Linked DNA regions of Mus musculus: all the other regions are linked to region 1. The links are chromatin contacts, called in public HiChIP or PLAC-seq maps. All regions are on one chromosome and are shown on one strand. Each heading gives the region's core, a stretch centred on a gene start, on an enhancer-like site or on the middle of the called end of the contact. The rest is flanking DNA. Distances are from core to core; before and after follow the strand shown. Region 1 holds the start of Sox9 (SRY (sex determining region Y)-box 9). Region 2 has its middle 210 kb from the start of BC006965. Region 3 overlaps 2610035D17Rik (RIKEN cDNA 2610035D17 gene). Region 4 overlaps 2610035D17Rik (RIKEN cDNA 2610035D17 gene). Region 5 overlaps 2610035D17Rik (RIKEN cDNA 2610035D17 gene). Region 6 has its middle 250 kb from the start of Gm39461.

Region 1 (4,829 bases), core at 1,386-3,885:
GGCTGCTTGGGAGTGGACTTTACCTGTTCTGGAAGAAATGCCAGCCCAGCCACTCTTAAACTGATGGTACCTAAAGGACAGACTTGGCCTGATCTTGGCACACCTGATAACTCTTGGCACCTGGGGAACGAGCAGAGTATTCCCCCTTCCTCTCGTTCTCCAGGTTGTTTGTGAATGAGAACAGTGAGCATCTACAGTGCTTTTCCCACCCCAATTCCCTGTAGACAAGCACTTCCCAGGTCCCCCCTAACACAGTGGTATCGGCACAGGAAAGAATAAAAATAGGAATTCCTGTAGAGATAAGTCTCATCTTGGAAACAGAACTGACCGCAAGCAACACGCTACTGCCACCTCCCCCACCCGGGCCCCTGCTGGTCCACCTCAAGGAAAGTTTTCCAGCAGTTTCTCAAAGTTCCAGACCAGTTTCTGGGCTTTTGGCGCCCCCTCTGGATGTTGCTGAAAATTGCAGTGTAATTTTCATGTCAACTGTTTTTTAAAAATAGTTTCTCCCCGAAAAGATCAAGAATATAAACACACTTTCGTGGAGGCGTAGAAATATGTAAGAAGTTTCACGATTTAAAATGTCGCAGCACATTATATCTCTCCATATTTTGTATTAAGGGTATATTTATAAATGGATGTATTCATGAACAAATACTTAATAAAATATTTCAAAATGCCCTAAGGCCACTGTCGTTTTCGTTGCCTTTGTGCCAGAATACGTGATAATTACAACAAATTACAACTGGCTGTTTTAATACATCTGACAGTGGCCCCTGGTCTCTTCAAATACCTCCATCCCAGAACATAGAAGTGCGTCTACACGAACAAAACCTGGTCCCCTACTCTGGAAAAAAAAAAAAAGATATATTTTCCTACACGTTGTGAGAATAATCGGAGCTACGAATATATGGCTATTGTTTGTAAATCTCTTAAACTCGTAAACAGGCTACAGGGTAGTAGAGACATGCAATGCTAGGAACATTCGTTTGAAAAGAAACTTCGACTGAACAGAGTTGTAGCTTGCTGCTATCACGAGTTCCTTTCCCCAAATAACAAATGCCCACTTCGGAAGAAAACGAGAGGAAAACGAGCTTTTCAAAAGCATCCCAAAGAAAAGATTCGTTTATGTCTAAGTGTCCACACTTAGCAAATTAGAGGGGAGGAACCTGTCTTTGATATGATACAGGCCGATTCGCTTTATCAATAATTTAGTAAGTTCAAAGCGAAGCTTTGCAAGAATCAGAAAGGGGATGTTTAAATGAAATTGTTTATCTTTTTTTTTTTTTTACACCGTTGTGAGTTTGTTTGTGGTTCCGAGGGCATGTCGCCCGGTGGCAACTAAGATTTTTATTCGTTCCAGAAAAGATAATTCCTCCCTTAGCCAACCTTGCTCTAAGAGTTTGAGTAAACACGCAGCTTCGGCTCCAAGCACTCTTAAAGTGCAACGGACACCTAAGTGGCCTCCCCCAGAACGCCCACCTGTGTGCAGGTCTAAGAGGACGCAACTAAAGTCCAGACGCCTAGAGCTTCGCCCTCTTAGGTATCTGGTAAAAGGAAGGCCCAAGCAAGGGAGCCACAGGGCTCCGCCAAAGTGGCCCGTTTTGTCTGGAGTCTCCAGTCCAAGTCAAGGGCCTTCTCGGCCTCACCGCCCGGCCCTGCCACCTTTGCAAACTTCGCCCTCAACCCCGGAGTAGTTTTGCAAACTCCAGTGGCGAGCCTGACGGTGTTTGTGACTCAGTCAGGAGGCAAGAAGCAGAACTCTAAAGTAATAATCCTGACTACGAGGGGCGTCAGAGTACTGGAGGGGCCGGGAAAGGACTTGTCAGTTCAAGGTCGGCGTGGCCCACGGGACCGGCCGCAAGAGCCGGGGACTGCGCGGTCCCTGCCGCCAGCCTTTGCCTGGTGCTCGGCTTTGGTTTTCATTGATTCCCCACTGCGGGAGCGCAGCAGAAGCTCCAGTCACCACACCAGCTTCGTTGAACCAGAGCGCGTTAATCTATTTATATGGATTATTACAGAGAACAGCGGGCGTTGAGTCACCCAAACATTTGCTTCCAAAAGACCATTTCTAAGCACTTTTTTTGGAAGCCGGCAGACTCCAGGCGCAGAAGCCCAGCTCCGCTTTGACGAGCAGCTGTTGCAATTTCCATTGCTGTAAACGCCAGCGAAGTCCCGGGTACCACGGAGACAGCATCGAAAAGTGGGGGTGGGGGGTTGTGGAGGGTCCTAGTCTAGACACGCTCGCGTGCACGCGCACACACACACACACACACACACATACACACACACACACACACACACACACACACACACACATCGGTTCACACGGAGACCGTTCCAAAACTGTGACATTCCGAGAGTAGAGAGCAAACTTACACACTCGGACGTCCCGGGTCCCCCGCTTGCCCCGCGCCCCCCTCCAAGTCCCCTCACCCCACCATCCACCCTCTGGCTGAGCTCCCCTCCCTTCTCCTCCCCTCCTGTCTCGTCACCCAACCCGGAGCCACAATCCTCCCCAGCCCCCCTTCCAAAATCCGGTCCAATCAGCGACTTGCCAACACTGATGACTCAAGAGCTAGCCGTGATTGGCCCGAGGTATCTAACGTGAAGGAGGAGTATTTATTAGAGACCCTGAGCTGGAAGTCGGAGAGCCGAGAGCGCTGCTCGGAACTGCCTGGAAACTTCTGTGGGAGCGACAACTTTACCAGTTTCAGTCCAGGAACTTTTCTTTGCAAGAGAGACGAGGTGCAAGTGGCCCCGGTTTCGTTCTCTGTTTTCCCTCCCTCCTCCTCCGCTCCGACTCGCCTTCCCCGGGTTTAGAGCCGGCAGCTGAGACCCGCCACCCAGCGCCTCTGCTAAGTGCCCGCCGCCGCAGCCCGGTGACGCGCCAACCTCCCCGGGAGCCGTTCGCTCGGCGTCCGCGTCCGGGCAGCTGAGGGAAGAGGAGCCCCAGCCGCCGCGGCTTCTCGCCTTTCCCGGCCACCCGCCCCCTGCCCCGGGCTCGCGTATGAATCTCCTGGACCCCTTCATGAAGATGACCGACGAGCAGGAGAAGGGCCTGTCTGGCGCCCCCAGCCCCACCATGTCGGAGGACTCGGCTGGTTCGCCCTGTCCCTCGGGCTCCGGCTCGGACACGGAGAACACCCGGCCCCAGGAGAACACCTTCCCCAAGGGCGAGCCGGATCTGAAGAAGGAGAGCGAGGAAGATAAGTTCCCCGTGTGCATCCGCGAGGCGGTCAGCCAGGTGCTGAAGGGCTACGACTGGACGCTGGTGCCCATGCCCGTGCGCGTCAACGGCTCCAGCAAGAACAAGCCACACGTCAAGCGACCCATGAACGCCTTCATGGTGTGGGCGCAGGCTGCGCGCAGGAAGCTGGCAGACCAGTACCCGCATCTGCACAACGCGGAGCTCAGCAAGACTCTGGGCAAGCTCTGGAGGTGAGCGCGCGGGCCGCCAGGGAGGGCTCGGTGGCTAGGGGGGACGCGGGCTGCACTCACCGACCCCGCCCCGCCTCCCTGAGCCGCGGAGTTGTGCATCCTGGGGTCTTTGGTCCAGGATGCAGGGCGGCCGGGGGCGGGGGGAGGGAGTGGCTCAGATTTTGAGAAAGTTCTTGGGATTGCTCTTGGTTATGGCGGGGGGGGGGGGAATGGGGGCGTGAATATGACTGCTTTTAGGAAGGTAGAAAGGAGTGAGGGGGTGTGCCAGCCTGGTCCCTCTGGAAAGGAACAATTAGAGGAAGCAAGCCCACCTTCCTTAGGCCAACTGCGCTCATTCCTGGGGAGATGGAGTGAAGGGAAAGTGTAACTGAGACTAGAGGAGACCCAGGCAAGAATTGGGCAAAGCTACTGAGAACCGGCAGGGGCATGGATCAACAGAGCGAGCTTCTTGCAATTTAAATGGGTTTTCGGAAAGTTTTTACTGCGTGTTGGGAGGGGTGGACCGCTCCGGTAGCAAAGGCGTTTAGAGCAGCCTCAGCAGGGAGCTATTTCCATCTTCAGGGTTTCCAAAATAGGAGGCCAGGGGAGGGGGCGGGGCGAAGAGTGACCGCTCAGGTCGACTCTGAGCACTTTTTTAAAAAGAAAAAGAAAGGAAAAAAAAAGTTCTGAGTCTCAGAGAGGGATGGAAAGCAGACTGGAGGGAGGGGGTAGTGCGCGAAGGAGGGGTGGGGACCTGACAGCTCCCGGGGTTTCATTGACCCCCTCCCTCTTTTCTTCTGCCCCCCCCCCCCAGGCTGCTGAACGAGAGCGAGAAGAGACCCTTCGTGGAGGAGGCGGAGCGGCTGCGCGTGCAGCACAAGAAAGACCACCCCGATTACAAGTACCAGCCCCGGCGGAGGAAGTCGGTGAAGAACGGACAAGCGGAGGCCGAAGAGGCCACGGAACAGACTCACATCTCTCCTAATGCTATCTTCAAGGCGCTGCAAGCCGACTCCCCACATTCCTCCTCCGGCATGAGTGAGGTGCACTCCCCGGGCGAGCACTCTGGTGAGCAAGGCGCGAGTGGTCCCCTAGGGGGTCCTCCTGGCACACTCTTAAGGTGCCCCCCTCCCCAGAAGTATCTGACTTTGCATTCCCTGAAGTAAGGAAACACTATTCTCTGCATCCCCCTCCCAGTTCAGGGCGCTCAAAAACAGCCAAGTTGGCGCGCGGGCGCGGGTGAACACAGGCACACACACACACACATACACACACACACACACACACACACACACACACACACACACATCTCAAACCTTGAATCCTGAGCTGGATTCTTTATTGCAAGGTAACATGTCTTAATTGCTTTACGAAACTTACCCACTTTTCTCTTTGCGCCTCACCCCAAA
Region 2 (4,907 bases), core at 78-2,577, 280 kb before region 1:
TCAACACTGGCCTTGCAAACTGATTCCCCTAGAACAATATTGAGCTGTGATCTCTGACTCTCTAAACTGCACACCTGACGGTTACAGCCGTGCTAAGAATTCCTTTCTGGGAACACCATCTTCTATCAAAAACTTCAGAAGTTATCTGTAACTTCCTTGAGAGTCAAGTCATAAAGAGTACACATGGCAGACCACAGGGCAGGTGCTGCTGGGAAAGGAAGAAGTCAGAGACCGGAGTCCCACTCTCAGAGTAGCTGGCTCTTCCACCCTGCCCTTCTGCCCTGCTATACATACCCACCCAAGCTAGCACCACACTCAGTCCAATCAGAATGTGGCTGCCCCCTGCGAGCCCCACTAAGCTGTAACCACACTGGAGAGACTCCTGCTTAGAATGATGAACCTTTCTAGACCCCTTAGATCAACAGCACACTCATAGGCTGGAGTGAGAATGGGGGCCCAGCTAATGCTGACTTCCTCAGTTGTAGCTGTCCACAGAACTCAGGAGAAGGAAAGGACATCGAGGGCAGTGAATCAAAAGGTCCAAACTCAGTTTTCAGGCTATTGCTCAGTGGCTGAGTTCACACCTAACATAAGCAAATCCCTAGATTTAATCCCCAAGGAGACCACCATCACCAAAACAAAACAGCAAGAACATCACATCCAAAGGCAAGTTAGCCTGCTAGACTATCAACTCCATGCCTCCTTTCTGTGGTAGTCAGATGGGAAACTATTAGAAACTAAGCCAGTCGCTACTGATTATAATTTTAACGACCACTGAGAAAAAAAAAATAACTCAAAAGATGATCACGGGTTTTTTTTATTGGTATCAATAGGATCAGAAACTATTTAAAGAAATAAAAACAACACTGCCAATAAAGTCCTAACCAGGGTTCTAGAATGCTTGGAAAGACTTTTATCAGGAACCTTGAGGAATGGTTGGAGCTCAGGAGTGGGGCAAAGAAATCACAGACTCTGGGGTTTGTTTCTTTTCAAAAACAAAAAACAAAAAGAAAGAAACTAACAAACCAGGACATTGGTGATGCAGAGCTGTAATACCCTGCAATATTCTATTTTCAAAACAAGACCGAATCAACTCCAGCTCCCTAAGGGAATCTCTACTTCCCATCCTTGGGGCTGCCTCAGGAGGCCTGGCATTTCCTCCTTAGGGGGAAGAGCAGGCTATACAACAATCGAGCTGTGGCTGGGAGCGGAGAGTGCCGGTTAATTAAGGCTGGATCTTTTATTCTCCCAGCAATTCAGCTCAGCTTGAATGAGCCCCAGAGCCCAGTCTGTGGTGGGAATAGCTCTCTGGGCAGTGAGAGAATCCAGGCTCTGGGGCTGACTCATCAACATGACAATAGCCCCCAGGATGCACTTGGTCTGATGTAAGGACAAGGGTTAGGGAGGAGGGGATGAAAGCCTGCAAGCCCAGAGTGCCCACCGCTGACTGAGGCTACTCTGGTGCACGGAATTTCTTCCCTCTTTCTTTCTTTTATAAGAGATGTTTGCTAATTGGTAGAGCTCAGAAAACAATATACCATTAAGAATCTCTTTCCTTCTTCCCCCTCATCTCCTCCCTCCCTTTTTAAAACTCCCCTCCCTTCCCCCACAACCTACTTTTGTTCCAGGGGTTTGGATGAAGTCTTTTTGTTTTGTTTTTTTCTCTTTAGCATGAAACTTACAAGCAGAAAGTAAATAAAGAAGAGTGTGACAGTTGGATTTTTCTGTCTAAGGGTTTTCAAAACTTATATTCCCTTTTAAGAATCTTGGTCCTGCTACATCTAATTCATAGGGTCACCTTACATGCAGACCCCGAAACAAAAGTGCATGGGATGCACTGATAGGAAACGTTTTGGAGAAGTGAATCCTGGAAATTAGTCTGATCTGGTCATTTTTCCCTTCCTCATTTATTTTTTTAAATCACAAGAACCTATTTAAAGTGAGAGCAATAGATTCATTTCAGTTAATGGGATATTGATCAAATTGGAAACCCAGAGAGGTAATTCTGATTGAGTCCAGGGATAAATGGGTGCTGGCAGGCTTTGCCAGCACCCCAGAAAGTGATGGGGGAAACCTTGTCCTCTCCTACCCTGCCTATGTCCCAATTTGTTCATCTGCCCAAGGATAGGAAGGAACAGAGAGACTTTGAGGTGGATCATAATTTTAATAATTCTATGACAGCACAAGATGCCTGTCTTCTACCTTTAAAATGTAATGTTTAAATGTAATGTTTTAGAGCGATAGTTCTCAACCTACCTTAATGCTACAACCCTTTAATACAGTTCCTCATGCTATAACGACCCTCCCAGATTATTTTCTTGCTACTTCATAATATAACTTTGCTACTGTTGTGAATTATAATAATATCTGAAATGCAGGGTATCTGAAATGTGCCCCCGCCCCCGAAGGGGTCACAACCCACAGGTTGAGAATCGATGCTCTAGAGGAAGAATTCTGAATGATTTTCCTCAGTGATATATGTACTGAACCACAGCTCCAAACACACGGGCTACCACTGGCTCATACACACTGCATCCTAAGAGTCTCTGGAGGGGCACACCACAAACACACACACACACACACACACACACACACACACACACACACACAGGATCTGGAGGAGGAAGGGGAGGAAGGGAGAGGAGGAGGAGGAGGAAGAGGAGGAGGAGGAGGAGAAGGGAACTCAAGAATGCTGACCCACTCTACTCTCTGACTCCAAGATTCCCTCAGTCTGCCTCTTTAAAACCAGTGGACAGACTTGTAAAAGGCTGAAAACATTTCAGGTGAGTCCTGAAATAGGTTCTGGATGTTGCTCTGACCATACCTAAGACTCCACTCTTCATCCCTAAGCTTTACTCTGTACACTAGTCATTGATTCTTGCCAGCTCCAGGGCTTCCTACCACACTCTGTAGAGCCAAGCACAGTGCCTTTACATGCTATTGAACAAAAGACAAAACAGCTCTGGAGAGTGCCAAAGTGGCACTTTCCCCCAGAATGGAAGAATGGAATGGGCATATTCCTTCAGGAGTTGCTGCTTACATAGGAAAGCACACTGAGGAGGGGTGGGGTGCATGTTTGAACATTCTCAGTTAAAGGTCGGAGTTCACGTCAGACACATTTTTTGTAATATTTATTTTTTGAATTTTTAACACAACTACATTATTTCCCCCTTTCCTCCTTCCAATCTCTCTCTCTCTCTCTCTCTCTCTCTCTTTCTCCATGGCCTCTTGTTTTTAGTGATTCTTATATATTCCTGTATATATAAATTCAGCCTGTTCACTCCATACAATGCTACTCATATTCATATGATTTGGAAACTGACCAGTTGGTGTTGGATAACCCACTGAAGGGGCATACTCTTCTCTAGGGAACACTGTTTCTCCTGTTCTCTGCATTCCTCAGTTGCCCGTAGTTATTCTTTGTCCAGGGTTGAAACCCCATGAGATTCCCCTGGTCCATGTTAGTGTGTCTATTGCTGCCAGCCTTGTTCAGGCCAACGTTAGGCAGCCGTGTCAATGAAACTCTGTGAATGTAGATTCTCTCTGATATTTCTAGGAGACACGGTCTCACAGAAAACTCCCTGTGCCTCTGGCTTTTGTTGTCTCTCTGCCCCCTCTTCTGCAACAATCCTTGCATCTAAGGTGCAGAATTCGTGTGGGAGGAAAGGGAAGTTTCTTGCAAAGGGTGAGAACTACACATATATATGTGGGATTAAAGAGAAATATATAGAATGCAGTTCGGAATTATGCTGATTTAGTAAAGTGACAGTTGTAGGTTCTCAAAGATCCATGATGTCTCAAGATTTGGGAAGTGATGCAGGTGTCTAGTACCTGGCATGATTTTCTTCTTGATGAGATGGCCTTACATCCAATTAAAGAGCTAGTGGTTACTGTCAAGTTATGTGTGCCGCTCTTAGTGGACTTTGTTGTAGTTCACAGACTTCAGAGCAGGTAGGACTCTTGGTTGCTTCCCTCCCTTGGAAGCTTGCATGGCGCCTTCAAGAAGGACACGTTTTCTATGATCAGCTCAGTTTCAGAAAGAGGATGTTCACAGAGGTGAAATGGGGGACTGGATAGGTGATGTAGACAGTAAGGGCAATTGCTGCTCTTCAAGGGCCCTGAGCCTATTACCTAGCACCGAGGTTAGGGAATACATGAATGTCTTAAACTTGAACTCCAGGGAATACAATATTCTTCCGAACTCTGTGGGCACTGCACTCACATGCACATGCCCATACACAGATACTTCCTTTGCACACAACCAATCATAAAACACATCTTTATTTTTAATGTGCATATGGAAAAACAAAAATAAAAACCAGGAACAGCCCTTGGGCATGCTCAGTGCAGGATCATGCACTGGTGGACAGAATACACTGGGCATACTCACCTTGATGTTAGAATGAGCCATCTTGACTCTCAGCTGCCTAAAATAACAAATCAGCATGGCTCGGGGATCTTTGCTGCTTCTCTGCTAGCGTCTTCAAAGAAACAGAAAGGAAAGACAGTGGTGAAAGTATACTGACACAGGAGTTTGTCTCTGAAATGACCCTGCCTACTGCTTAATGGCCAATACCTACACTTAATGCCACACAAGTAACTGCTTATTTCAAATGAAAGTGATCTTGGGGCCACTAATACCTTCAGGCAGCCAGAGGGTCTAATAGACATAGACATAAATAATCTCTTAAGTGATCTGGGTGCATTCTTGAAATTACAATAGGTATCATGCTATCAAAGTAAGCTACTTGAGGATCCTTTAAAGAGCACATCTTGTTTCCTCCTGGACCACTTTCATGTTTATAGAGGTTCTTGAGAAGTGCAGGTGCCCAATGGAATCCTCTGTGCTTAAGTATGCACGTGTATTCACAGTCCTGGGTAACAGAGCTTGTAGAAAGTGGGGAGGG
Region 3 (4,813 bases), core at 7-2,506, 340 kb after region 1:
TCGATGCTTACAGTAGTTAGTTCACTTAGCGTGAGTACGGTCTCATCACATCACAGGGAGGTTTGCCTGGTGGTCAGAAGGCCTCCCCACAGGCTGGGAGGTAGCTCAGTGGGTAGAGGCTGGCCCTGTAGGGCTGAGAACCTGAATCTGATCCCAGGATGCACAGATGACCCAACAACAGACAGCTGAAATAGCACACGCCTGTAATGCTAGCACTCCTAGGAGGGGTGCGAAGCGAAGTCAGGAGAATAGAGAGAAGTGGAAGTTCACTGGCCAGCTAGCCTGAAGCACAAAGGAGAAAAGAACGGAGGTCCTGCTTCAAGCAAGGTGGAAGGCATAGACTGGCATTCAAGGTTGTCCTCTGACCTTAAGACACGCACACATCACACACACACACACACACACACACACACACACACACACACCTTTCTTTTCTAAACACCTCCTAGCTGGATAGAGATGCATGCAATGCAAAGGTGAGCATTTGAAACCCATCCTTGGTTGAAGTTTATGATCATCTAGATTCCTAAAATGGAATTAACTTCCTTTGGAAAAGCCAAAGACTTACCAAGTTCTCCTCAATTAACATGTTAATTGACCGCTTCAATTAACATGTCAATGAAAAGCCGTAGAAGCTGGGAAAGTGGTAAAAAAACATAGCCTGAGCGTCTGGGAGGGGGGCCTCTCTGCTTCAGAAAGAATATTAGAACCTCGAATTTATTTACCTTTCTTGAGCAGGGAAGAGAGTCATCACAGCAGTGCTCCCGCGCCATTAGAAGATGCTAAGAATAGTCTTTAAAAACTCTTAAAGCCTGCTTGGTCTTTGGTCACCTTGCTCTCTCTGGGTGGCCCGAGCAAACTAATTCTGGGATTTCTGTTTCTACAGCCATAAAAAGACGCTAATGAGCATGCCCAGGGGAGCAGGGGGAACCAGAATGCTAAGGACGAAGAAGGCTGGCTCTGAGAAATTTCGGGAATGGGCATCCGAGATTTCAGATGATCCAGCGACCTCACCTAACATAACAGCAGGAGGAGGAGACACCCTGCAAAGCTTGTCCTCTCTTGCTTGGAAGGTCTCCAGGAGCTGTTGCAAACCACTGCTGTTGACAGACAAGGAGCCCCAGCATCCAGCCTTGGGCCCCTTAGTCCAAGCCTCCAGGACCTGGAGGCGATTTCCTGGTCAGACCTGAGGCACACAGACCCCCTTATGAGGTTTTCCATGCCACCTCTCTGGGCAGCTCTGGCAGGCCAGCATGACTCCCTTGGGCTGCATAATTAGCAGGCCTCAAGTCGCCAGGCCTGGTATGCTGCGGTTGCCCCCAGCCCCCTTCACAGTGGCGCCATTTCTGCCCCGCTGTGCACACAACCCGCCCTTCCTCTCCCCTCCCCCATGCCACCTCACCAAGCGTGGGTCCCCACACTCTGCACTGCCGTTCTACTCCAGGCCACCCTCATCCTGACATGTTTCCTCATCTGCTGGCACAGGTAGAGTGGGCCCCGCACGGCGCCCCTGTCACCACCTCGGAGCCAAACTTTGTCTCAGCTCATTTAGAGATTTCCCAAGCAGGGATGGGAGGAGCACAAGAAATCTCTGTCCATCAATTTGAAGTGCTCTTCTTTCCCTCAACATCCATCCTTGGAAGGTACGGTTTAAAGAGGTCATTTAGTCCATGCCCCTGCGTTTGGAGCGGCTGTCTGCCACCAGAGAGCTGACACACAGTCTCCCCCGCATTCAAGTACATCATTCGGTTGCCTACAACCGAACCCAGTTGATCCTGTGAGGTGTCATAGGACCCACACAACCAAGCATTCTATGCCCGTCTCTCTGTCACTTGGGGGGCCGCTCTTCTCAGGCCACGCTGACACCTTCCTTTCAGCCAAACCCACATGATGCCTTCTTGGAGCCAGCCTGCCAAGAGCCAGAGACTTATACACACCAGTGGCTGGGATTTCCATTTTAAGGACTAGGCGTGAGGCGAACACTCCCTTTGTGCTCCAAAGTGCACGTTCAGCTTCAGCAAGGGGGAAGGATTTTTTTTTCTCAAGCATAATAAAAAAGTTCTATGACTTTAATTAAATGCACTTATTAAAAAAGGGTGAAATATTTGGAGCGACTGTTTCTGTGCTGGAGGCATGCTGGAGAGTGTCTGCATCCGCCTGCTCTAGGCCATTTTTAATGCACAAATAAATCCGCACCTGACGTGCTGACAGATTATTATGCAGTGTGGCAGCCAACAAAAGTAAACACAGGGGCAAGTTTTAACCTCTTGCAGGCCCATCGCTTTCCCCGCTGGGCCCAGCTCAGGTGTACATACAGGACCATCGCTGGCAAAGCCTTTTCTTACACTTGGGCATCCTCCTATCCTGGAACCCGAGCCTGGAAATAGGAGGCTATGATTCCGCCAGGCAGTCTGTGGGGCAGCACCAGCAACAGGGTAGGAGACAGAGAGGAAGATGGACAACACATGGTGTTCCTAAGTCCCCTGCCTCCTGTCCTGTTTATAACTACAGCCAAAGAGCCACAGGCTCCCACACTGCAGACCATCACAATCTGCCAGCAGGGCCCTTAACCGATCTCTAGACACCAGAGCTGGCTCTGCAGATGAGAGACTGGCTAGGTAGTTCTCCTAGCTCTCACTGATAGGAATGAGACAGGACAGCCACCGGGAGCTGGCGAGAAAATTAACAGTTTGAATACTCGAAACCCTACATGATAGAAACACAATTAGTATAAGTTGAAGGTATTTTTCTGACAAGGAGGGCAGACTACTCTATCTCTCATTACTCTACTTAGATGGGTTATCAGTGCAGTGCCTGTGGGGATACACATGCTGCAACAGTCAAGGATTCAGGCTGAACTCGACTGGCCATCATCCCATCTTTTTGCTGTTTGAGACTTAGGTTGCCTCAACTGTATAATGTCTTCAGCTGAGGTGGGGTGAATGGAAGACAAGATAGAGTTGTGTTCCACATAGCCTGTCAGCCATCACCCTATCACACAGCAGCTAAGCTTAACTGACAGTATGTATCTACAGATAACTAGAGTTATTGCTATTATAATGGATGGGCTATTTACTGCAGCATGTGCACAGTGCTAAGTGCTTTAATACGTTATCTCATTCTTGCACTGAATTCCCTAGGGAGCAGATCATCAGGAGGAGGAGGGAGAAGAGGAGGAGGGGAGGAGGGAGAGGAGGAGAAGGAGGAGGAGAAGGAGGAGTAGGAGAGGAGAAAATGGAGGTGGAGAAGAAGGAGGAGGAGGAAGAGGAAGAGGAGGAGGAGGAGGAAGAGGAGGAGGAGGAAGAGGAGGAGGAGGAGGAGCAACATCTGCCTTGACTAAACTGAACCATACTGTTACAAATATAAAGGAGATCAAGTATAAAGACTGGAAAAATTATTTTTCCACCATGAATAAATTGAAGATATATAAATTTATGTTTAAAACCAAGAAGAAATACTTGGTACAACAAAATGTAACCAAGTAAACACAGAAATTCCTGCAGTAGAAATGCAGAGTAAGCCTGCTTGACATTTGCCACGCTGACCATGCTGACCCTGGGCCCTGTCCCGAGAATCTGGGAGAGAAGGGTTCTTACACATTTCAGATCACAAGCTTCTCTCTCACTCTGCCTCTCCATGGTGATCAGGTCGAATTCACCGTTATGTGTGTCTATGTGCTCATGTTCGTGTGTGTCTCTGTATGTACATGTTTGTGTGTATACACATTTGTGTATGTGTAGATGTATGCGTGTGTGTGTGTGTGCATATGCATGTGTTTGCACATGTATTCAAGGTCCAAACATCAGTGTCAGGTGTCTTCCTCAACTGCTTTCTACCTTGATTTTTAAGACAGGGTCTTTCCTTGAGCTCAGGAACGTGAATTTAGAAGGAGTAGCTGGTCAGCAAGGCACAGGGATCCTCCTATCTCTGCCTCCCCAGTGATGGGGTTCCAGGGAAGACCCACCAGGCCTTGCATTTCATGTAGGTGGTGGGAATCTAAACCCAGGTCCTCATGCTTGCATGGTACACACTGTACTGATGGAGCCAATTTCTCAGTCCATGAATTTGCCCTTCTTTTCTGGTTGTGAATGTTTAGGTTGCAACAAGGAGAATACATTTAGCCATAAGCTTTTACTTGCAGTTTAGAGAACAGCTAGCCATTACCAGACAGATCATGTTTCTTGTGGCTATCTGCTAGTCATATGAAATTTAGGGACTCTCTTAGTTCCTGAAACAGAGCTGACTCCATTAGTTGGGTATGAAAACTCAAAGTCTTCCTAGTCCCAGACTCCCTTACAGCTAGAACAGAGTACCAGTTTAAGATTCTCCCAGACAGTCACGACTGTGCCCAACTTTGAGCCTGAAGTAGTAACACAGAGCAGCAGAAACCTGAGAGAGCCACTTTGGTTCGTGTGGGCTAACAGCGGATCTTCTCAATTTGAGGTTATTATAAAAGTCACAGTTAAGCATTCCAGCTTACAAGACATAAAAGTGGCAGGGGCCATGTTCTGACTGGAGAGGATCTAGCATAGGCTCCTATACCCAGGATCAGGCAGGCATGTTGAGATGGCCACGTCCAGCAGCAACAACAATGTCATTTTCTGACCAGCTCTGCAGAATCAGGAGATGTATCTCCTTTTTTGTACCCTCCCAGAAATGTGGCATTGCATTATCTGATTTCTATAACTTCACTTTTGGTTTAACTAGCCATATGGTTTCTGATGGTGTGTGTGTGTGTGTGTGTGTGTGTGTGTGTGTGTGTGTGTGTGTGTGTGTGTTTGTGTGTATGGATTTGTACAAAGCTCACAGCCCT
Region 4 (4,989 bases), core at 1,341-3,840, 260 kb after region 1:
CTGCTGAGTGTGTGCTCTAAGTCTGGGACACCACAGCCGACTACCTGGGCAGCCCCTCTAACCATTCCTACCGTCTTCTCCACTATCACTTTAGAAAAGACAACATTTACAGAGGAATTTATATAAAGGAATTTATACAATGCAGAGGCTGCTTAGGGAAGGAGGAGGTGGGAGAAGGAGGGAGGAAGAGGAAGTCTGCAAGCCTTCTTAAGATCTCAGCAACATTAAGCATCCTCAAGAGGTCTTCTCTATTCCACCATGGAGAATCAAAGAGGCCAAGGTCAATGCTCCACTTTAAAGTCACTGAAGAGCCATACAAACACACCAGATAGAGCACAAGGAAGCTGGGATTGTTTTATATAAACAAACTGTCCATCCATTTTGCAAATAAAACAGCTCAAACATCTTTGAGTGTAGTCGAAAAGGGGGAATCAAGGCATGATTAGGAAGGATTTCCAACTGTACACGTGGGGTCATAGAGGAAAGGACCAGACAAGGCTCCAGCTCCCATCGGATGGGTGTGTCATCAGCATACAGTAGAGGAAAGAGGTCCTCAGGAGGCACGACCAACAGAGCTCAGACATGAAGCCCTTGGATAAGCTGATCTCCGATTGCAACCTCCGAAGAGTGTCTTCAAAGTTCCTTGCATTTGTGTCACAGAAGAGGGAATGAAAAGTGGGTTCCTCTCTGCCTATCCAGACATACGCCTGCGTGTGATCCAGTGCCGGCCCTCCTCAGCCCCCCTGCTCAGGCTGCTCCTCTTGCTCTGACCTCCAAAGAGCCCCTGGGACCATCCAGGCAGATCATGTATCACTCTGGAGTCTTGTGCTGCTTCCAGGCCGGGTGCCACGCACCGAGTCTGACCCCTCTTTCCAAGGAACAGAAATAAGAATCAAGATCCCATTCAACCCAAGTGTGGTTAACTATTCACCCTGTATCCGGCTCAAGGATGATAGAGCAAACAAGAAGAATCTCTGGGTCCAGAGGCGAGTGGGCACAGGAGGCGGGGTCAGACAGGGAAGGGTGCGGTAACTGGACAGGGACAGAGTGAGGAAGAGTGTCCTGGGTAGTGGCAGTACCCAGGACATGTTTGCCACCAGACAGTAGATGAGCTGAGCTGGTAAGCCTTCCCCAGGCCCAGAGACGTATGTCTTTGTTCATTCAAGTCAAAACAGACTATTCCTTCCCAAATGCCGGCACAGTCTAGAAGTGTTTATATTCTCCAACATAATGTTCCGCAATTGAATCCAGGGCTCTAGTGTCTCAAGAGGCAGCCAGATCTCAGGCAGATCCTGAAGGGAGGGCCAGGGTCATGTTCTCCATGGTTCCACAGTTCCTGATAAGTAGCATGGATAAGCAGGTCAGTCTCCTCGGCCTGTGGACCAAAAGACAGCAAGTGTTAGACGGTGGCATGCTCTCCTTTCGCAACAGTGCACTCTTCCTACTTTATTCCCCAGGATTCTGGTTAGTACTGCCTGAACACAGGGCATAGAATTGTAGTCAAGGAGCTGGAGAAAGAGAGGCTTACACCTGGCTCTGGGGAACTCCTTGCACACTGGATCATCCCCAAGAAGCCTGATACACACACACACACACACACACACACACACACACACACACACACACCACAGGCACATACACATACATACACACACGTCCATGGCCCCAGAACCACAGGGTCTAGTTCTCTATAAAATGGCCACAGCAGCCCCCATGCACCCAGACTGTGGATAACTGACTCAGAATGGATAGGGGTCCCTCAGGGGATGGCACAGAACACCTCCCAGTCTGAGGGCAAACAGATGAGGGCAGATTCACCCTCCTTGAAGAGACTTCCCACTTGTCACCATCCACACTGCTGAGCAGAAAGTCAGAGTCCCCAAGGGGAGTGCCCCACTTCAGTGCTGACTTTGCGGGGCCACTGGAGGCGGTGTAGGCCCATGAAGGGGACTGCTATACAGGTCTCAGACTCAGCACGCATCATCAACCCAAGATGAGAACTGTGGGCAGGCCATCCATAAGCGCCCTGAGGAAAGAGATGCTTGATCCAAACATAAACCAGTCAGATAAGCACCGTCCTTGTAGGCCATGGCAGGGGTCTACAGGGGTCTCATGATCAAGGCCTCCTTGGACAAGCAAAAGCCAGGACATCAGTAACCGACAGAGTGTCCAGGGAGTTTGGATCCTAGAAGCTCAGCCTTCCAGAAAGGTCTTCTAGGCAGGGTGCAGCATCCACCATGATGCCCAGGGATAAGTGGGATGAAGGGGTGACAGCCTGGGAAAAATGCCTGATGAGGTTTCCTTGTAGGAGAGCTGGGGATGGGGACAGTCTCAACCGCAGAATCACAAATAAAATAAATAAATAAATAGAGTCCTGCAGGTGACCCCAAATCAAGTAGTACATTTCATCTGGGACAGGCCAGTCCCTCCCCACACACCTTTTATTTGGACACAAAACCACACCAAATAAACCCAAAATTCTCCATGCTCCCTCGTTCCTTCTCTCCTTCCGTACCAGCCTTGGGGCTGTTTCCTAGAGCCTCACAAGCCTTTTCCCCTGGGAGACAGGCCACGCAGCTGGCAAATTAATTGGCAGTGACAGGGCTTCCTTCCGGTTGCTCGGCAACGACGTGCAACTGACAGCAACGGTGCAGAGGGACTGCCATGAGGAATTTACAAAACAAAATCCGAAGCAAAACACACAGGGCCCCAGACTATCACCCTCAAAGGGCAGAACTAGACAAGGGGAGGGGGTGAGGCAAGGGGTGGGGAGGAAGTGGGGCTAGAGCATGAGAAAGTTCTCCATCCCCCCCTTATGCCCCCCCCTTATCCCCTCACCAAACTGTTCCTACAGCCTTTACCTCTGCCAGGCCAGAGAGAGAGAGAGAGAGAGAGAAAGGGGTGTGGGGACTTAGAAGCCTCGGTACTGAGAGGTGACTGGGAAGGTTGATGAAGCTCGCTGTGCAGAAAACAACAGTATCTGCAGGGAACGAACGCTTCTCCCCGTGCCGTGGGTCTACTGGCAAAGCCGCTCTACCCAGGCGGAAGTCTTCACGTCTAAGGCCCTCTCCCCTGGCCCTTTACACTGGACTGTCTTTCTATCTGTTCTATGACAAGAGTAGACAAGCCACACACCACATGGCCTTGGCCCTCATCTCTGATTTGGTGTCAGGTTTTGAGACAGGATCTCGCACTCTGAAGTGGGAGCCATAGACTAGCCTTGGACTTCAGGCAATCTTCCTGTCTCTGCCTCCTGAGTCCTGCGATTACTAGCACCAGTTGCCAGGCCTGGCTTCTGGTCTCTTTTAGAACTTCCATGCATAAAGCAGAGTACATATCCAGTCTATGTACAGGTTGAAGCGTTCAGTGGAAAGGAAAAAACAAGGAAGACATTGAAAGGTGCTCTCCCTCTGGTCCCTGTAACCTTGCATGGCAAAAAGAGCTGGTGGGCATGGTGATGTCAACAGTCTGAGACAGGAGACGGACCTGGATAATCAGGTTCAGCCCTCGGCACCATCACCTATGGTCACAAACAGAGGCAGGGGATGGGACGCAGGGAAGAGAGGTGTGAGACTGGAGGGGAGCACTTGGCTGACTCAGCTCGGCCGTCCTGAGGACTGAACAGAGAAGGCAGTGGATTCTCCCTGGAGTTCCAGAAGGAATCAGTACTGTAGATACCTTCGCTTCAGGGCACTATAACTGGCCTCAGATTGCACCGTGTCTGCCCATACTTCCACAGAGACATGTTTAACCATACAGTCATGGACCCTGGAGCTTCAGATACTCCAGGCAAGCATCACACCACTGGGCCAACCTCCCTCCAGACCCACAAACATCATCCCCAAAGATTTTTCCAAGAGGGCACCAGAGTGAGGATACAGGTAACAGGAAAGGTGAATTTATTCCTAGCAGCAGGGCAGGATTTAGCCTTAGAACGTACTAGCCGGTATCGGGAGGCTCAGTAAGAAAAAGGCAGGCCTCTGAGAGTAACAGAGGCAGGCTGAGCTATGAAGCTGCAGGCTGTTAAATGACAGCATTTGCTAGCAGGGACTTGGCCAGGTGGCCTAATCTCTGGGGGTTGGGGGGGGGGAAGCCTTAGTTTTGTCATTTGCAAAATAAAGATAATATCATCTGCCTTACAAAGCTCTCAGGATTAAATGAGATAATACACAGAAACCACCTGGAGAATGGCAGATGCCGAAGGAAGGAGCGGTGATACGTAGGAAAGTTTCAGCTTTCAGACTTGAGTCAGAGCCGCTGCTTCTTGCCATCCTCAGTAACCTATCCTATCCTTTCTAGTTGTTGATAGAACTCTGACTTATTTGTTTGTTTGTCTTGCTGGTGTGGTGGAGTTTGGACTACTGTGCAGCAAGGCGTAGCTATGTAAGAGCTGGCCAATGAGAGGCAAGCAAAACTCTTGGGGGGGGCACTTCAGGGCAGGCTGCTCTAGAGGAGCTTGAAACCAATCTATCTTTACTTCGCTCTGTTTTAATAAGGACATGAAGGCTGGTGCTCTAGCAGCCATAGTGGTATCCTGGAGACACTCCTGTCCTGTGATAGTTAAAAAAGGAAACAGGATGGAGGTGGGGCTGGATCCTGGCCACTCCAGTGATGCTTGATCGGCAGGAATAGTTTCCCTCATGATTTCCGTTATGTAAGAGGCAAACACTCCTCTCTTAATGCTCTGTTGTAGCATTTTCTAATAATCACGATAATGGATTTCTTGATCCATAGACCTGGGCCGACAGCTTCATAATCACACGGGAACTGGTTAGAAATGCAATTCCTACAGCTCCATCCCCCTAGAGTGTAGGGATGCAACCCAGGACTTTGCATCAGTGGGCACAAGGCATCTTCGCCACGTTCTAGACTAAGCCACACCACGGTCCTTGCAGTGCACATTTTAATGGGCCCTCCAGTGATCCGATGTGTTCTCCAGTGTGAAAACCATGGTCTACCAGTGATAGACTTCACTCTCCTATGCACTGT
Region 5 (4,831 bases), core at 1,258-3,757, 320 kb after region 1:
TTGGAGAAGAGAAAATAAAACCTCAACCCTGCCCAGCTCACAAGATTTTACAGAGCAGATTACAATCCCCAGCCTCCCTCTCTTCCTTGTGAGTCACAAAACAGCTGCCTTCCAGACAGGGCTGACCTGACGGCTACAGAGAGGATATTTTCTCACAGAATCCACAAAGGACTCGAATGGAGCTTTTCCCTGAAGTGCAAGACAAGTGGACAGTCTCACCAGGCTTGCCCGGCCACGGGCTATTCTGCCACTGTCTCCTTTCGACCTGACCTACAGGGATTCACGTAGCCTCTGGGTCCCGGGACACTTTCTGTCCAACCGGTTTTGCCCATTAGTTTTGTTTCAGGAAGGATTGTCACCAAGGAGATGTCCTAGTGTCAGAGGCAGGAGGGAAAAAGAAACCCACCTGCAGTCAACCATTAATCCCTTAAACCAAAGCCTGGCAGCAAGTTCCAGCCCCTGAAAGGCTGAAAGGACAATGTTTTCTGTCTATCATAAGTCAAAAAAGAAATAAAAGCCCACTCAAGGACACTAGAGCTGTGACCACCATCCACAGGGGAAGCTCGGCCAGAGACATGTCCCCAGAGGTTCTGTATATTGCCCAGCCTTGGGAAATTGGCTTGACGTGTGTTTTCCTTTTCGAAAAGAGCGTGGCAGGAAGGAAACAGAAAGCAGAGTCTGTGATTAAGAAAAAGGAAAAGTGGTTTTTGAATGTGATTCAGGTCGCTCCCCTGTGACCCAAGGAGCCGCAGGGCACATGCACCTCCTACCAGGGCAGCGCTGGCCTTCTGTTTGCTATGCCCACAACGTGGCCGGCCGGCCTTCCTATCAGGACCTCTATGGAGAGGTGGGTGGAGCAACGCCAACCAAGCCCGGTTCCTGGATGTTAGCTTAAGCACTATGTCCACAAGCATTTGGGCTGTTCAAGAGGAACGGACACAGTCCTGACGCTAGGAGCCCTCTTATAGAGCAAGAGGAAATGACGACTTCATCTCTTCTAGGAGGAACCTCACAGTGCCCTGGGGAACTATCCACACAGACCCACACTACAGACAGATGGACTTCCCGAGATGACAGTGGACAAACAGGAACTCTAATGGTGGTTTGTCATTTTCAGGAAGGTTTGTTTTCCTTAAATAAGCATCGTGCTCAATGTATGCAGCGACAGCCAATGTGATCTCCCCAGCCAAGCCATGTCCCCAATCCACATACCACATTGGCCACCCTTATCCCTGCCCCGTCTTTTCACCTAATTGTTCCTGGTGTGGACTCTGTATTTGTCTTATTTTTGCCTTGGTTATCTATGGAGATGAAATATTTTAGATGTTTGTGGGTCCTGACTAAACCAGGAAATTGGGGACAGCCAGAAAGTTGTCTCTTATTGAGAGCATTGCAGGTGGGGAAAAACATACCATTTTCAAAGAGAGCCAGGTGTGTGTGAGCACACATCTGGCGTACCGGAACTTTGGGAGGCTGGGGCAGGAGGAGCTGAAGTTTGAGACTACTATAGGCTATACGGCAAGTGTAAAGCTAGCCCGACGTACATGATGAGAACCCTCCCCTCCCCATCTCAAAGAAACAAAGGGTCAGGTTATAGTTCATGGGTACAGTGGCTGTCAAGCATGTCCAACACTAGCAAGCAAAAAAAAAATTAAAAGTCTTGTATGCACAGAAGAAAGGCTTAATGACTTTGGGATGGTTAATGGGGAGAAAGAAAGCTGTGTGCAGTGGTCGGGTTGGCTCTGCACGCTCATACTGCTGAAGAGCTCTCTCCCTTGCCTTGTGTGTTACTCATGAAGCAAGGGAGCCTAAGGAGCCAGTGAAACAGGCAAAAGTTCTCAGAGCCCTGAGACTGATGCCTGGGAGAGACTCAGCAGGCTGCATCGGGCTGGCCTTACCCCTCTGAAGTCAACTATAGATGGCCAGCCCACCTGACCATGTGACACGTGGGCACATGCCAGATGAACAGGAACTGTAGCCACACACAGAACGTCTCATGAAAATTGCGTGTCTGAGCCATGACTGGAAGGAAGATCATTGAGAAAAAATGTATGGATTGGCAGCCTATTCATCACAATGTTCCCTTCTTCCCATGGTTGAGCTCATGAGAATTCTTGCTGTCCTGGGTGGAACCAGAGGCAGGAGCTAGACAGACAGATGCACACACGCATGCACATATGCACACAACATAGACAAACCCTTGTGTGCACACATGACCTTTCATGTGCTCAGGACATATACATTTATATATGCATACCACACACACACACACATACACCACATAAGGAGAAAATCCATCACCTTTGATTTGCCTGTCTCATCCTGAGAAGCTTGGGTGTAACCCCTGGGAACGAGCTCTGAGGCCACACGTGGATGAAACTCCTTGCCCGGTGACAATGACGTCATGTCTCCTGGGCATTGGCTCCCTTGGGAATGTGTGAGTGGGTCCCCTGGGGCAGAGAGCAACTGCTCCAGGGGTGATTCATAAGTGCTGCTCCCAACCCTGTACAGTCCTCAGCCTCTCTGTGGAGCTCACATCCAAGGCTGCTGTGTGCTGTAGACCTTCCCAGTCATTGCTCTAAGCAGAGCATTTGGTGGGCAGGAGTGGACACTTGGGGCCACCTTGTCTCCATCCCTGCCCCTCTCTTCTGTCACACTCCCCACCCCCAAAAAAACTGGGAGAACAGATCGAGGTGGGGGTGACTGAGGCAAGAAAAATGTTCCCTCTGTTGAAACCCATGAATCACCGCTCACTCGCTCGGGTGGCCTCCTTTAAATCAGAATGACACCTGTGCTTACTCCTACACCCCAGCCCTCAGCGCTGCTGCTCCGGGAGGGTCTTGGCTACCTTACCTCCTCTCTATGACAAAACACAACGAGGCAGAGTACCAGCCAACACGTGCAACCACAAGGCCAAACTCCTACTTCCCATGCATGGCTGTGTCTATACAGGTATCCCTCTGGTAGGGAGGGGGAGGGGTGGGGATCAAAGACTGTACCTCCCCCACCCACTACTGTTCAAACATCCCAGTGGGATCCCTGCTCCAGGAACCTATATGATGCCAGGAGTAAAATATGGGATTTCTAAGAAAACGCATTAGCATCATTGTAAGAGCTCTCCAGTTGAATGCTCTGTCCAAGATTCTATCAAAAGAAAAATAACAGAGGGGGCAGGGAGACCACTCAGTGGGCAAAGAGCACTTGGTACACAAGCATGAAGACCTCTGGTTGAATCGCAGCGCTCACATAAAAAGCTAGGTGGACATGGCTGCGCATGCGCCTTTAACCTCAGGGCTGGCCGTGGAGGATCCCTGGGGGTTGCTGGCTGCCAGTCTGGCTATAGATTCATTGAGAACCCCTGTCTCAAGAAATAAGGCAGAGAGTAATGGAACAGGACACCTGATGTCCTTTCTCTCGCTTCTTGAAGGGAGGGGGATTTTTTCCCCCTTTTAATTTAGAAGGTGAAACTAATTGTCAGTTCAGCCAAACAGGTTGCAGGTTGGTTCTGGCCCTGAAGCCTGTTTGACAACCACTGATCAAGAATCCAATATCTAAAAGGAATCTCTCTGAGAGTTTTCGTTTGAAAGGAATATAACCATCCCCATAATAACGCGTCGGTATATGAACAGATACAACTCTGGAAAACTTGGCATTCTCAGATCAACACGGGAGAGAAGCAAATATTATTGTCCCTGACTTCACAGACCTGAGACTTACGAGACGACCGTGGGTTTGCCAACTTCCCATAGGAAAGACTTAAAGCAAGCGAGTCTGACTTTGGAGACACAAGGCCATGGACATACATCACCCTTATTGGGGTATCAAGGAGAAGTGGGTGGCGAGGAGGGTTCTGAGAAGCCACCATCACTGTGCTTTGTGGAGTAATTTGGAGAACCCTCCCATCAGAAGAGCCCCCACTCCCACCTCCTGTGGCAGTTCCTCCCCCAAACATTTGATTCCATGGCTCCAGGGCCCTCCCAGGAGGGACTGGCTACTATCTGTGAAGTGACACTCTATGTGGTGAGCCATGAAACTGAGGTCAAGGGGGAAGTAAGCGCAGAGGCACGTGTGAGCCCGAGACTGCTGGTTTTAACTCCAAGGGATGGATGGGCCCACTGCCCAGAGAGGTTCTCACCCAGCTTCCTCACTAGGGCTCTGTCTCATGTGTTCCCATCACACCGACCCTTGGCCTTCCGATAGTGCATTTCTGTCCTTCCTCAGCCTCCACTATCCAGGCTAGATACAAACTGGCCCCCATATTGGGTGTCCCTCCTGCTGCCACCCAGACAGGATTCCACTCAAAACGGGGGCCCCAGGGAAGAGAAATGGGCGGTGGCTTTTGGTTTTAGGCCCACTGCCTGATTTCCTTTCCAAACCCTGGGCACCGAGGCACCTCTGGGCAGAAGATCACCCTGCCTGGCTGCCTCCAGCCCTGCCACGCCCAGAGGAAAGCTGTGGGTCCTGGACAGAAACCCAACAAGAACCGGGGACAACTGTCTGGTTCAGCAGCCCTCTGCCCTCCAGACAGGCACGCAGGCTTCCTAATCCTCGGGACTTTAGGAGAAGAAGGCCAGACCTCCTGGGCACGCGCTTGCTCTCTCAGAGAGGCTGCGCAGACAGGAGGCAAGCTTTTCATCATGTAAAAAGCACTTGGCTTTATCCTCTCTCTCTGCATCCTGCTAGCAATTTTGCATCCGGTTTGGGAATTCCAGAAACATCTGCAATTGTCTTTTGTCCAACCACACGTGTGCAGGCTGAAGGGCTCGGTCATGTTACTACCTGCAACACCCAAGACACAGAAAAGCCCGGCCACCACCCTGCAGGATCGCAC
Region 6 (4,514 bases), core at 1,910-4,409, 370 kb before region 1:
CGTTCATCGTTTATTAGGGGGTCCTTTACTTTGAGGTCTCCTTACTTAAAATATGGTTGACATTGAAAATACAATGGCTTCTCTCATGTGGCCCTCTTCCTTGTCTATGACTTCTAAGCCTAATAGCATTCCTTGCATCTCAGGGCCTTCTTTTCTTCCCCTTGATTCTCTTTACTTCTAAGTCCAGTTAAGTTCTCTGCTCTAAATACATATCTTTACCTTCTGTTTGTTCTCTCCCTGGGAGAGCTGTAAAAAGAAAAGTACCTATTACTTACCCTCATCTTGCCTTATTTATTTACCTGGATGAAGGAGGTTAACTTTACCCCAAGACATCCCCTTCCATCAGTCAATCATCCAGTCAAGGCCTGGATGACGCTCATGGAACTCATAGTCTCACTGGGCACATATTGGTTTGTATAATGTATCATTTCAAATGCATTGAATATTGTCTGGCTTGATCTTGTGCAGGCTTCATGCTGGCGACCGCGGCCTCTGTGAGTCCTTGTGTGCAGGTGCATGTCCAGAAGACAACGTTATAGCCCACTTTCCCTCATCATCTGGTTCTAACGATTGTTCACCCCTCTTCCAAAATGTTCCCTGTGCCTCGAGAAGAAGGCATGTGACCTAAATGGCTCCTCTGTGGCTAAACATGCTAGTGACACTTACTCTTTGCACTCTGACCAGTTGTAGATTTCTACATTAACCACCAACCCAGATCACAGAGAAACGTCTCTGATGAGGCCTGAGAGCCACACTGATTTGTCAGTAGAGAGAGATGAATGTAAGGGACAGTTTGCTACTCTGTTCATTTAGTAGAGTCATAGTAGTAGATTCATTTGGGGCCTTTAAATTTCTCAATGGTGACTCCTGGCTTTAGAGAACAGGATGTGCTTCCTGTTATGGACGGGTCTTAAATCCAATCAGAATGTTTGATTACCCTGATAACTCTGATGCCACTCTTTTATCCATGGGTATATCTTGCCATGCTAATCTTTATTGTAGCTCATAGAGTTTATGGCTGGATAAGACTTCTCCTCCAACAATCTGCATGGGATTTCCATGCTATGGAAACTAGAGACCAAGGACAAAGCTTGTCCCTCCACTGTGGCCAAAGCATAACACTGAGAATGCTTGAAAAACCCATAAGAAAATCCACTATTTTATAATTTTATGTTTTCTAAATGCATCCATATATGTTCATATAACTGAATCTAGTCAGAAACAAGCCCTTCTTTGTTATAGAATAAAGAAATAGTTTTTCTTTTAAAGCAAGTAAGCTTATGTTATTTTTATAATTTTCTTGAGATGTACTACATAGTACAAGTCACTAATTTGAATTGCATAATTCCATGAGTTTAGACTATTAAGGGGATTCTGTTAGCAACAATCACTACAATCTACTTTCTATCATATTCCATAACTCCAACAAAAAAGCCCGAAGAATTTCAGCTGCCATCCCAAACGCCACCAACTCTACCTCTAGCCATAAGCAACCCAAGTTCTTTCTGTCTCTATCAACTTGATTATTTTTGGACAGTTTGTGAAATGAAATTAAATCACATATGTTATGACTGATATCTTTTATTTAACATAGTATTTTTAAAATTCAGCTATGCTAACTGATACTTATTGTCTCTGCAGCTGTTTGATATTCTAACGTATAAATGTATCACCCTTTGCTTACCTTTTCATCAGCTGATCAACAACTCAGGTTTGATGTTGCTGTGCATCCATGTATAAACTCTCTATGTGGACTTGTGTTTGTCTGTCTCTTTCAGAAAGAGGTAGAATTAAAAACAGGCCAGTTTCCCTTCTGATATGGGTGTACCATTACACATTCCCCCAACCTAACATGGGATTTAAATCCTCTACAGTCTCACCCATACATGTTAGAACCCACACTTGATTACAGCGAACCTCTGAACATCTCACTGTGCTTTGGGTTTTTGTTAGCTTGATGAATGACAGAAGGGAGCTCTTTTTTTTAATGCTGGTTCAACATCCATGTATTTTCTTTGCAGAAATATTCAGGCAGCTCTCCCATTTTTAATTGGATTATTTGCCCTTTTATAAGTGTTTAAAAAGATTTCTTTATATAGCCCATGTGTATTTATTCTATCACATATATTATTGGCAAATTATTACCATCACCACAGAACAGAAATGAGCCTTCTGATACAGATTATAAATGAGGCATTATATTCTGTAGATATTAGTTTTTATATACTACTTTAAACCATATGTTTAAAATCAGGATTAAAGTCTCAGCAAAAGTAGACTGATGTGAGGCTAAGTACCTCAAAATATGTGTGTGTGTGTGTGTGTGTGTGTGTGTGTGTGTGCGTGCACAGAGAAATACTGCTGTTTAACCCGATGAGACTATTGCAGCTTTGAGAATCTTGTTTTGCCAATTCACATACCACTATCACATCCTAAAGCCTTGAAAGGTATCTGGCCACAGGCTGTAACAATTAAAGTAATGCTCTGTGGTGCAGAGAAAATGTTAGAGATACCAAAATATCAAGGATCACTAGAGGATTCGAAATCTCTCATCAATGAGCTACTTCCAAAGTCAGAAGCTCACAGACCCAGAAGATATGCAAACACTGGCTCATTAAAGCTCTGGTCTGGGTTATGTGCAGAGGATTCAAGCACCATTCACTGATGGTATTAGGAACATCAAACAATTTCATTTCTGAGACTATACCAAGAAAGAAAAGGATGTCATTAGACCACAGAGCTCAAAAAGCATGGTTATCCATGCCAAAGAGAGTGCGGAGTTAAACTGAGCTGCCCCTCTTTTGCTCTGATAATCCCAGCTCTGGTGTCTCTCTCTAACCTTACCTTATATTCCAGGGCTTTCCAGGAACCATGGATGGTGAAGGGCTTGTGAAACAGGCAAGTCCTTCTCCACTGAGCTGAGGCACAGATCCTGCATAGAAAGAGCTGGGAAACATTAGCTTGCTTCTGGTCTGGCCATAATGAAAATAAATGAGGGCTTCAATTTAAAGTCGTTACTAAAAATTTGTTCTTTCCTCCATTCTAATTCTGAGCTCCACTTGCAGCTAATTAGAATGGTTCCCAGCGTGGTCTCCCAACACAGAGCTAGTGTAAACACCGACCATCTGAGTTTCATTACAATAAAGACATCAAATAAACAGTGGACCAAAAAACAGTAGTTTGGGCATGGCTCATTACAGCACAATGCAGTTAACATTCCTCATTCCTGAACTAAAAGAAGCCATCAGGAAAGGGAGGCCAGAGACCCAAAGCTTTCTATCCTTATTAACGATGGTATTGGGACTGGGGGAATTATTTTTTGCCATTAAAATTTTCTGGAGAATAAAGAGGGATTTTTTTTTAAGCAAGGAAAGGAAAAAAAACCGAAGTGTTCTCTGATTCATGTTGTAAATGAAGAGAAAAGGTAATTATTTGTTTTGGACTGTTCTTTCTTTCTCCAGTTCCTCATAAGACTATTTACAATTTAAATAAGGAAAAAGAAAAAGGAAGAATATAGTGTCCATTAATCAGCTTAGGGCTTTTATTATTCATCTCAGGTACAAACAAAGCCTTGGCAGGGTAGGCCAGAGGCCACAACAATGTGACCCCTGATATTCAGAATTTTTTTCGTTTTTAAGGAAAGGTATATTTAAATGTCACTTGTGTTTTCAGACATGCTAGTCAGCCCATATCTGCTTCCTAACATTTGGAAATGTTCATTATGAAAATGGTTATTTTCAAGGTTTATCTGCAGCCTTTTGGCATGACCTTGGAGTCATCGAGAACTCTTAAGATCTCCGTTTGTAATATTTAAGGCTGCTTTTAGGCAATGATCAGAGTCTGAAGACGTTTACTATATTTGACGGACAGACTTTGCAAGAATGGGGTCTCCATGTTATTCTCTGTGTGCTGTTCTTCATCCTTTCCTTTAGTCCACACCACAAGCAGAAAACATTGAAAAAGGGACGCGGCCCATTATGACAGAAATGGAGCACAAAGATTGTTTCTAGTCTGTGCTTTTTTTTTTTTTTTACAAATAGCTGCCCCCATTTAGGTGTGAAAACTCCCTTATGACCTCTACTACTTTATGTCTATACAGTTAAGGGTTCAGTCTCAGCTCTTCCTCAGACCATGATGTTCCACTAGCCTGTAAATCGCAATAAAAGAACCTTGTTATTTTCTGATGATTTAATGCACCAATTGCTCTTCCCCCAGTTTGAAGAAAAATCCTGTCTTTTCAAATCTTGTGTGTACCCTTAAACAGGATACAGGTGCCCGGTTACTCCCCATCATTGCAGGCAAAGCAAGTAGATTCTATCAGAATCCCACTATGCCAAGTAGAAGAACATGAATTTGTGTGTGTGTGTGTGTGTGTGTGTGTGTGTGTCTGTGTTCAGTATGTGCATATGGATCATCCAGTCCCAAGGTTGATCCCCTGGAAGCTGAGACAGTTCCATCCACAGAGCCTGCGGTGGGCACATCTGGTAGTCCGTTGTTGAGGTCAGTGGGGGGAC

What was found. HiChIP or PLAC-seq counts read pairs in DNA pulled down with a chosen protein or histone mark.
Region 2: an H3K4me3 HiChIP or PLAC-seq map of embryonic basal ganglia shows a contact between it and region 1, with 4 times the contacts expected there. The contact joins the enhancer-like site here to the promoter of Sox9 in region 1. A contact is called at or near these places in 6 of 39 promoter capture datasets (the 3T3-L1 cell line, cranial neural crest, liver and 2 more), 6 of 484 Hi-C or Micro-C datasets (the N1E-115 cell line, embryonic stem cells, nephron progenitors and 1 more) and 11 of 115 datasets of contacts at active chromatin or transcription factors (astrocytes, embryonic basal ganglia, embryonic stem cells and 5 more).
Region 3: an H3K4me3 HiChIP or PLAC-seq map of embryonic limb bud shows a contact between it and region 1, with 5 times the contacts expected there. The contact joins the enhancer-like site here to the promoter of Sox9 in region 1. A contact is called at or near these places in 12 of 39 promoter capture datasets (the 3T3-L1 cell line, the C10 cell line, cranial neural crest and 8 more), 1 of 15 datasets of contacts at CTCF or cohesin (the NIH/3T3 cell line), 2 of 484 Hi-C or Micro-C datasets (embryonic stem cells and forebrain), 16 of 115 datasets of contacts at active chromatin or transcription factors (craniofacial prominence, embryonic basal ganglia, embryonic forebrain and 10 more) and 2 of 9 other capture datasets (embryonic stem cells and pancreatic islet).
Region 4: a contact with region 1 is called in an H3K4me3 HiChIP or PLAC-seq map of craniofacial prominence, with 6 times the contacts expected there. The contact joins the enhancer-like site here to the promoter of Sox9 in region 1. A contact is called at or near these places in 9 of 39 promoter capture datasets (3T3-L1-derived adipocytes, embryonic stem cells, frontonasal cranial neural crest and 4 more), 22 of 484 Hi-C or Micro-C datasets (the C2C12 cell line, the C3H10T1/2 cell line, Sertoli cells and 16 more), 18 of 115 datasets of contacts at active chromatin or transcription factors (cardiomyocytes, craniofacial prominence, differentiating embryonic stem cells and 13 more) and 4 of 9 other capture datasets (adipose tissue, embryonic stem cells, liver and 1 more).
Region 5: a contact with region 1 is called in a FOXA1 HiChIP or PLAC-seq map of pancreatic cancer cells. The contact joins the enhancer-like site here to the promoter of Sox9 in region 1. A contact is called at or near these places in 9 of 39 promoter capture datasets (the 3T3-L1 cell line, cranial neural crest, embryonic stem cells and 6 more), 9 of 484 Hi-C or Micro-C datasets (the N1E-115 cell line, cerebral cortex, epidermal suprabasal cells and 4 more), 17 of 115 datasets of contacts at active chromatin or transcription factors (acute myeloid leukemia, a colorectal cancer cell line, craniofacial prominence and 14 more) and 3 of 9 other capture datasets (adipose tissue, embryonic stem cells and pancreatic islet).
Region 6: an H3K4me3 HiChIP or PLAC-seq map of craniofacial prominence shows a contact between it and region 1, with 9 times the contacts expected there. The contact joins the enhancer-like site here to the promoter of Sox9 in region 1. A contact is called at or near these places in 11 of 39 promoter capture datasets (the 3T3-L1 cell line, 3T3-L1-derived adipocytes, cranial neural crest and 6 more), 11 of 484 Hi-C or Micro-C datasets (MC3T3-E1-derived osteoblasts, the STO cell line, cerebellum and 7 more), 5 of 115 datasets of contacts at active chromatin or transcription factors (craniofacial prominence, embryonic basal ganglia, embryonic forebrain and 2 more) and 2 of 9 other capture datasets (embryonic stem cells and embryonic tail).

Annotation. Positions count from the first base shown.
Region 1 is chr11:112,779,575-112,784,403 of GRCm38.p6, forward strand. Sox9 (SRY (sex determining region Y)-box 9) reads left to right here and starts at 2,636. Exons shown (of 3, transcript NM_011448.4): 1 at 2,636-3,441; 2 at 4,235-4,488. The coding sequence starts at 3,011. RefSeq lists an enhancer at 677-1,465, a cis regulatory region at 2,242-2,256 and a promoter at 2,458-2,965.
Region 2 is chr11:112,500,689-112,505,595 of GRCm38.p6, forward strand. No RefSeq gene overlaps it. Among named protein-coding and RNA genes, the nearest start is that of BC006965, 210 kb to the right of the region's middle. Within about 2 kb of position 1,328, at least 61 of the 459 cell types and tissues checked have an H3K27ac peak or open chromatin away from gene starts, as enhancers often do. A contact at or near this core is called in the N1E-115 cell line, astrocytes, embryonic basal ganglia and 7 more, where this site is marked.
Region 3 is chr11:113,120,150-113,124,962 of GRCm38.p6, forward strand. All of the region lies in intron 1 of 2610035D17Rik (RIKEN cDNA 2610035D17 gene), which reads right to left. LOC115487747 (a long non-coding RNA gene) reads right to left here. Exons shown (of 2, transcript XR_003949613.1): 2 at 1-4,813. Among named protein-coding and RNA genes, the nearest start is that of Gm39467, 12 kb to the right of the region's middle. Within about 2 kb of position 1,257, at least 13 of the 459 cell types and tissues checked have an H3K27ac peak or open chromatin away from gene starts, as enhancers often do. A contact at or near this core is called in embryonic limb bud, where this site is marked.
Region 4 is chr11:113,043,786-113,048,774 of GRCm38.p6, forward strand. It overlaps 2610035D17Rik (RIKEN cDNA 2610035D17 gene), which reads right to left. Exons shown (of 3, transcript NR_015556.2): 3 at 121-1,375. Among named protein-coding and RNA genes, the nearest start is that of Gm39467, 88 kb to the right of the region's middle. Within about 2 kb of position 2,591, at least 71 of the 459 cell types and tissues checked have an H3K27ac peak or open chromatin away from gene starts, as enhancers often do. A contact at or near this core is called in cortical neurons, craniofacial prominence, embryonic basal ganglia and 5 more, where this site is marked.
Region 5 is chr11:113,100,879-113,105,709 of GRCm38.p6, forward strand. All of the region lies in intron 1 of 2610035D17Rik (RIKEN cDNA 2610035D17 gene), which reads right to left. Among named protein-coding and RNA genes, the nearest start is that of Gm39467, 31 kb to the right of the region's middle. Within about 2 kb of position 2,508, at least 64 of the 459 cell types and tissues checked have an H3K27ac peak or open chromatin away from gene starts, as enhancers often do. A contact at or near this core is called in cerebral cortex, a colorectal cancer cell line, embryonic fibroblasts and 4 more, where this site is marked.
Region 6 is chr11:112,409,507-112,414,020 of GRCm38.p6, forward strand. No RefSeq gene overlaps it. Among named protein-coding and RNA genes, the nearest start is that of Gm39461, 250 kb to the left of the region's middle. RefSeq lists an enhancer at 2,359-4,161. Within about 2 kb of position 3,160, at least 9 of the 459 cell types and tissues checked have an H3K27ac peak or open chromatin away from gene starts, as enhancers often do. A contact at or near this core is called in craniofacial prominence and embryonic limb bud, where this site is marked.